Linked DNA regions of Acanthopagrus latus: region 1 is linked to region 2. Evidence: chromatin contacts called from public Hi-C data. All regions are on one chromosome and are shown on one strand. Each heading gives the region's core, a stretch centred on a gene start, on an enhancer-like site or on the middle of the called end of the contact. The rest is flanking DNA. Distances are from core to core; before and after follow the strand shown. Region 1 holds the start of hdr (hematopoietic death receptor). Region 2 holds the start of LOC119019745 (fibroblast growth factor receptor 1-like).

What was found. Hi-C and Micro-C count contacts between places; a contact is called where the count stands out from the background.
Region 1: a Hi-C map of liver shows a contact between it and region 2, with 2.7 times the contacts expected there. The contact joins the promoter of hdr here to the promoter of LOC119019745 in region 2. A contact is called at or near these places in 3 of 4 Hi-C or Micro-C datasets (liver and muscle).

What each region holds. Positions count from the first base shown.
Region 1 is chr5:28,952,392-28,955,621 of fAcaLat1.1, forward strand. It overlaps hdr (hematopoietic death receptor), which reads left to right and starts at 1,787. Exons shown (of 10, transcript XM_037097683.1): 1 at 1,787-1,907. The coding sequence starts at 1,884.
Region 2 is chr5:28,656,085-28,659,430 of fAcaLat1.1, forward strand. LOC119019745 (fibroblast growth factor receptor 1-like) reads right to left here and starts at 1,877. Exons shown (of 8, transcript XM_037098588.1): 1 at 1,739-1,877; 2 at 1,280-1,455; 3 at 878-1,068; 4 at 586-730; 5 at 300-413. The coding sequence starts at 1,367.

The sequences.
Region 1 (3,230 bases), core at 537-3,036, 300 kb after region 2:
AACGATGAATAGCTGTAAAGAGACTGAGACCAAATGCAACCAATAAAAAGCTCTGAAAGTATTTGTGTGATAGTCGTCTATCTATATTCTGTTTCTTCTATAGTCGACAGTTTTATCTGATTTTAATGTGTTAAACTGTGAAACATGCAACAACTATTTCTTGTCCGTCCACCCTGAGCGTTGGATCCCTCCTCTGTGGCTCTTCCATCTGTTTTTATCCCCTGTTGAAAGGTTTTTTTCTCAGCATGACAAGTTTTCCTCAGTGGAATCGAGGGTCTGAGGACAGAAGACGTCGTTCACTGTACAGTTTGTGATTTGATTTGATTTTGGATTTGTTCATGAAATGTAAGTGGTGTTGCTCCAGGACCATCATTTCAAATTAAGAGACATTTGGACCTTATTTTAGTTATGGAAAACAAGAAAAAAAAATTCTAAGTTTGTGTTATTACCTCATTAATACTGTAAATATTAAATATATTCTGGGGTTTAATCTCTTCTCCAAAACTACATAATGCCCCTTTAAATAAAAACAGGTAAATTTTGCTGTATGACATCATTATCATATCCAAAGTCATTCATAAAAAAATATCAGTCGCAGATCTTTCTCGTCTGATTAAAGTGACAACGATGAACCTTTAAGTGCTTATGAAACAGTCTCATGAGTCCTCTGATGATTCTTAACGAGCTGTAAGAGCAAACGAGACCATCAGTGATCAGTCTGCTGCTTATTATTAACACCTGAGCTCAGGTCCAATCACATTTATCAGGTATAAATAAATTACCTCATTGCGATCCATCCCACAGTCTCTCTGTCACTCACTTCCAAAACAAATGCTAACAAAGTTCTTAACTTTCCTCGTGGTCACGTTAAAAATTTCTTCCCCAAAACTACGCAGTGCACCTTTAAAATACTGATTACATTTCAACAATAATTCTGTTATATTAATACACTGGAAGAACAAAGAGGAACCCTATCTTTACTTGTTGGTAAAGGTGCACTTGACACGACGTCATACTGTTTTACTTTGTTTACATGTGGCGGACCCTGCCACCTTTAAATTAAAGGAGCACTGTGTAGTTTTAATAAGAAGTGATCGATCTCCATTGGCTGATGTTTTTTTCTGTCTAAACAAACTCTTTTTGTTTTCAAACTGAATAAACAAACTGACCTTAGTTTGTTTACATGTGGCGGACCCTGCCACCCTTCTAGATTCAAACACTGTTCTGGGACCTTATTTTCCTCTGACAGCAGCTCGTTTGTTCACTTATGTGTCATGACTCTAGATTCCCTCGACCTCGTGACATTATGGAACAAATAAATATCTCTGAGTTTGTATTCGTACCTCAGTGATATTGTGAATGTTAAAATTCTGAGTTTGATTTTCATATTTCTGACACATCTGTTTCTACGCACTTGTTGTATTGGAGCAATAACTTAAAGGTGCACTCTGTATTTTTTGTGGGGGAAGAAATTTTAATGAGTTAGGATGGATGGAGGTGCCATAAAAGTCAAATTAAATGTGTCGCTTTATTTTTGGGGAACCAAGAATCAAGATATGTGTCAGATTAAACACTAAACAGTGAATACTTTTGATTCATTAGTGAGATGTCTCTACTTCTCCTTATGTGGCATTCAGGGACCTTTACTTGTCTGTCTGAGCTGTAAAACTTCCTCCACCAATCCTGTGCGTTTCCTCATGACTGCAGGATGAACGGTGGCTGTGGGGAGACACGCTCTAGCCCCGCCCACCACTGATAAACGTCATTAAGAGCAAGACGTCACACCTGTGCTGCTGAACATTGGAGGTAGACGCGCCGAGACTTACAGTCAGGACGGAACCGGGGGAAGTCTGGATTCTGGACTTTTATTTACAGATGACAGCATGAGAGGGACCCGAAACTATGAGGTGAGCGTGTGTTTCTGAAGTTAGTCTGCCGGCGGGACTCGACCGCATTTCCTGAAAGTGAGAAAACTATTGATTAATCTCTCGGTGAGTGTTTTGTCACTGGCAGGCCCGCCTCACTGTCAGCGGCTCTCTGGTGATAAGTGAGTGTTAATCATGGACACACACTGCCGGAAAATAATCAAGTTAATCACAAGTTTCATCTGAAGGGAAATAAGATCGAGTCTGCTGTTTTACAAACCTCCCCGTGAAATCTCACATTAGTGTGTGTGTGTGTGTGTGTGTGTGTGTGGTGTGAAATTCCTCATACACTGTTCAAAACTTCATTCAAACTCATTCCGACTCAACTCTAAGCCGGGTGTCTTCCTCCTATGTTGCGCCAGTATCTGTTCAAAAATGTGCCGATTTAAAGACTTTCACGTGTATGAAATTCTTGGGAAATCATATTTTTATAATTGCCAGTAATCTCTCCTCAATACGGCCGTTCGACTTTTTTCGGATTTGCCTGGTAAACGCAGTGGTGCCTCCTGTTGACAACACACCTGGCGAGCGATGGCGGCTGTGAACTGGCCAACAAGTTTGAATTTTATCTAAATGAAGTGACATTTTGTGGATTATACACAAGCCGATTTAAAGACTGGCTCCTAAACATTCAGAACATGTTTAATTATCCTAATTAAGGTATCGTGTGTATTCCTGCATCCTTAAACCATCTAGAATCCAACGTTTTTTGAATGGAGTTCTGTATGATCTTTTCCCCTCTATGCCAGAGAGGATCTATCAAGACTTATTTCTATTTTTTAAATAGTCTTAAAAGTATTTTAAGGATGTCACTATGATATAGAAGTGAAGGCAGGGCAGTGAATGGCACACGCTGGTGACTTGTCTGAGCATGTGATTTTTCTAGAAAGGTAGGCCAGCAGGTATTGCGAAATAAAGGGTGTGGAAGACAATCTGGTATGCACGGTTGCCTTATCAAGTTATTCCTTTAAACCTGTATTTTGGACACATCCTGTTTGTTTCGCTCACATGAATCAGTGTAAGTTCTTGCAGGACCTGAAGGTTTAGGATGGCTGTTCTTGCATCACTTCGCTCTGCAGCCGTCCCTCCATCAGGCTGTTTTCTGCTCTGTAGGTTGAGTGAGCACATCTGAAGGAAATCCCCTTCTCCACTGTATTCACCTGCTCAGTTTATCAGCCTGTGAGCTGATAGGGAGTGGCAGCCACGGTCTTATGAAGCATTGCATCATCTTGAATATCTCTGTAGAACGCGGAATGACTCGACTTTTTATTTGTCTGCGGTATTAAAACTTTCTGATAAGTAAGC
Region 2 (3,346 bases), core at 627-3,126:
GCTTGTACTCTTAATATTTAGCACCATTTTGACTCCTTAGCTCCCTTAAATAAACCAACAAGCCAAGCGTCTGGCAGAATGACAACTTTCCAGGGTTTTCTGACCGAGGAGTTCATTACCTCAGCTGAGGTGAGGAGAAACTCAGGGGACAACGGTGACGGAGGGAGCAGGACTGTGGATTACAGTCACAGGACAGGTCTCCACGTGGAGGAGTAATCACCTCCTTCCTCTACATGAATCGCTCCCTCACACCACACCATAACAGGCTTAATCTACGAAATGGCCGCCCAGTGGCTCACCTGGTGGAGTGCGTGCCGTGTCTTCAGGCCCGGTCTTCGCCCTGGTTGACTGATTTTGAATCCGGCATGGGGGACTTTGCGGCGGCATGGTGTCCACTTTCTTTCTCTCTCCTTCTGTTGCTATCAGAGTGGAGCATCAATATCAGCAATAATAACAATAATAATCTTTTTTTTATTTTAAAAGAAGAGTTTTGACAGTTTAGATGGAGCAGGAGCCACGCTGAGAACAAATGTGAAGGTGGACAGGAGACAGAAAAAAGAAAATATCAGACAAAACAGCTGATACCTTCAACAACAGTCAACCTGGCAGAGTGATAGGAGATCCCAATAGAATTTCCCGCCAAGCAGGTGTACTCCCCAGCGTCATCAAGAGACACATTTCTCAGGTGGAGGACTTCCATTTCCTTGTCTGTGGTGTCAAGGCCGGAGGTCTAGAAAATAAGAAATGAAGCAGACCCGACAAGAGGCCCAAGAGGGGAAACAAATCAAAATGCAGCTTTAGACACAGTACTGGGTATCTAAGAAAAACTGCTTGTAACCGGCTTGTTGCAGCAGGATTGGTCACAAGAAGCTCCTACCTTCAGGACACGAATATACGGTGTTCCATCAGGACCAACTGAGCTCCCGTTGACCTTGATGTGCTTCAGCCACTGGATGTGAGCCTGAGGGTTGCTGATCACCTTGCACTTAAACTCCACATCGCTGCCCACCACTGCGGTGCGATCAGCTGGCAGGCCGGCCTGCAGGATCGGCCTGTGAGGAGAGCGCTCTGCAACACAAACAAAATATACACAAAGGTTAGCTGAGACATTACTGGAAGCAGAAAAGCAAACATGCAAAGACAAACATGTGCAATAGTTCAAAAGTACACACATCTGACAACTAAACCTACAAACACTGAAGGTTCTGTTGCTGAATATGGCAAATATTAGATCTCATGCCATGTTTCAGAAATAGGATTAGTCTTAAAGCCATCTTACCTTTGTCAGAGTTGGCGGACCGACATTGGGTCTTTAAAACTTGGGCGAATAAAGCCAGAAACAGAAGCAGTCTTGGTCTCATCAGCATCCTGCTGAAGGAGCTACAACTTTTGGTTTCTCTAAAACTGGAAATTCATTCAGGCCCCTGAGCCGTCAGCAGCGGGTCACTCACAGCGCTTAGCCAGAGACGAGCAGAAAGAAAAAAGACAAATGAATGCATGATCACGTGAGCAAACCACGTGCCTTCAATGGGCTGTTAAGAGTCAATTCCATTTGTAAAAAATATAGACAGATTTTACAAATGTGTTCTATAGTAAAACAGGTGGTCGAAGTTCAGATCTGAAATAACATCTTGTTGATATAAGAGCCAGGATTCTTTAAATATCTAAATATCTCCAGTTAAATGAGTTAAAGTGAAGCTAAACGAAGGAGTGAGGGATAATAAAGACACCAGCTCACCTCGCTGGGCTCTGAGAAGACTCTTGAACTCAGGCTGGAGGCAGAAAAACTTCAGGAAAAAATAAACAGTAAATCCAGATATAATCGTGTGGAAGCTGACTCACTGAGAGCAAAATCAAACTGAAGCTTTACACTGAAAATATGCACAACCTCCGGACCTGTGCCATGACAACTTCCACTCTTTGCTTACAAAATAAGAGCCAACATGAACAACACTCATAACTTTACAAGACCTCTGTTGTTCAGTAGTCAACAGACAGGGTAGAAGCCATCAGCTTAATACTGATTCTAACTTAAATAAATAATTAAAGTACATCTCAGGTAATGTCGAACTGTTGTAGTTCTTTTATGACCAATGTGTGTTTACCGCACGAGACACTACATGGTTTTTCTCCCCTTGAACAGTTCGAACAGCTCATGGTGAAACCAAGATCTTCAGCGTGAGAAGACACAATTTATATTTACAGGTGGATGTTATCCCTACAAATACTATGAGTATATTGGTTTAAAACTAATATCAAAAATGGTTGAAAGACAGAAAGTCATGTTCTTTATATTCTTATGCTGTATGTTCATGTGTATACAAGCCCAGGAACATCAGAAGACATTTATTGTACACACTGACTTCAAGTGGTTTCCGTGCTGGCTTTTCCTTTGTGTCCGTGTCAGCAGGGGGAGCTGTTGCTTTAAAAGTTGTTTTTTTTCCAGGATATTGTGTGAATCAGCTGGCAGCTCACACACAGTGACCTCCTTCCATCCTCCCAGCACACTGATGGGACACTGCACAGGCTCAGTGCTGGAGAGGGAGAGAGGGGGAAGGATGGGTGTAGCTGCTACAGCTTTAGTTGAAAATTTAGGTTTTTATTAAGGCCAAATTTTACTCCATGCAAGTAGAAGCCACAGGGAGGATTTGAACCTCTGGTCTCAGTGTCTGCAGGAGGCATGTACTTCACCAGGAGAGCTGTTCACACACCGTGTTGTAGTCATCCAACGTTCATCAAGTCGGCTGCAGGTTTGACACAGACTGGTTTTGGATTGGCTGCCGGTATCGTGGCATATATCACTCACATAAAGCCCGGCTTTAGCACAGCTACCTTGAGCCGGGTTGATCTCACACACTCGGGGAAAACAACACTGACCTTTAGACAAGTCTTCTCCTGCCGGTTTCTTTCCCCCACAAGAGCCAGCGGAGTAAACAGCGGGAGCTGTGGGGTCGTGGCTTTATGATGCTCTGCACCGCTTGACATTTGCATTCGAGGCGTCTAAGCTGGCTGCTGATCTTATTCAGACTGATTGACAATACGTGCAATTAGATTAAAGACTACATGTTGGTTTCACCAGACAATAGTGAGGGCTGTGTGTAGCAGTATGGTGCCTGATCGTCTTCCTCTGCTGTACTGATGATATGATATATGACTGCTGCTGTATGCTGTTTAAAGCTGCAGGCTTCAATGTCATGGGAGGCGGCGTTGGACTATTAAGAATATAGAGAGTCTAAAGAGCCAGAGAAAGAGAGAGAGAGTTCCATGTCTTCTCCACGAGAAAGATGTCAGAGCTTTCGCCTGTGGGAAGCACAAGTATAATGAGCAACCAGACCACAGTTCAATG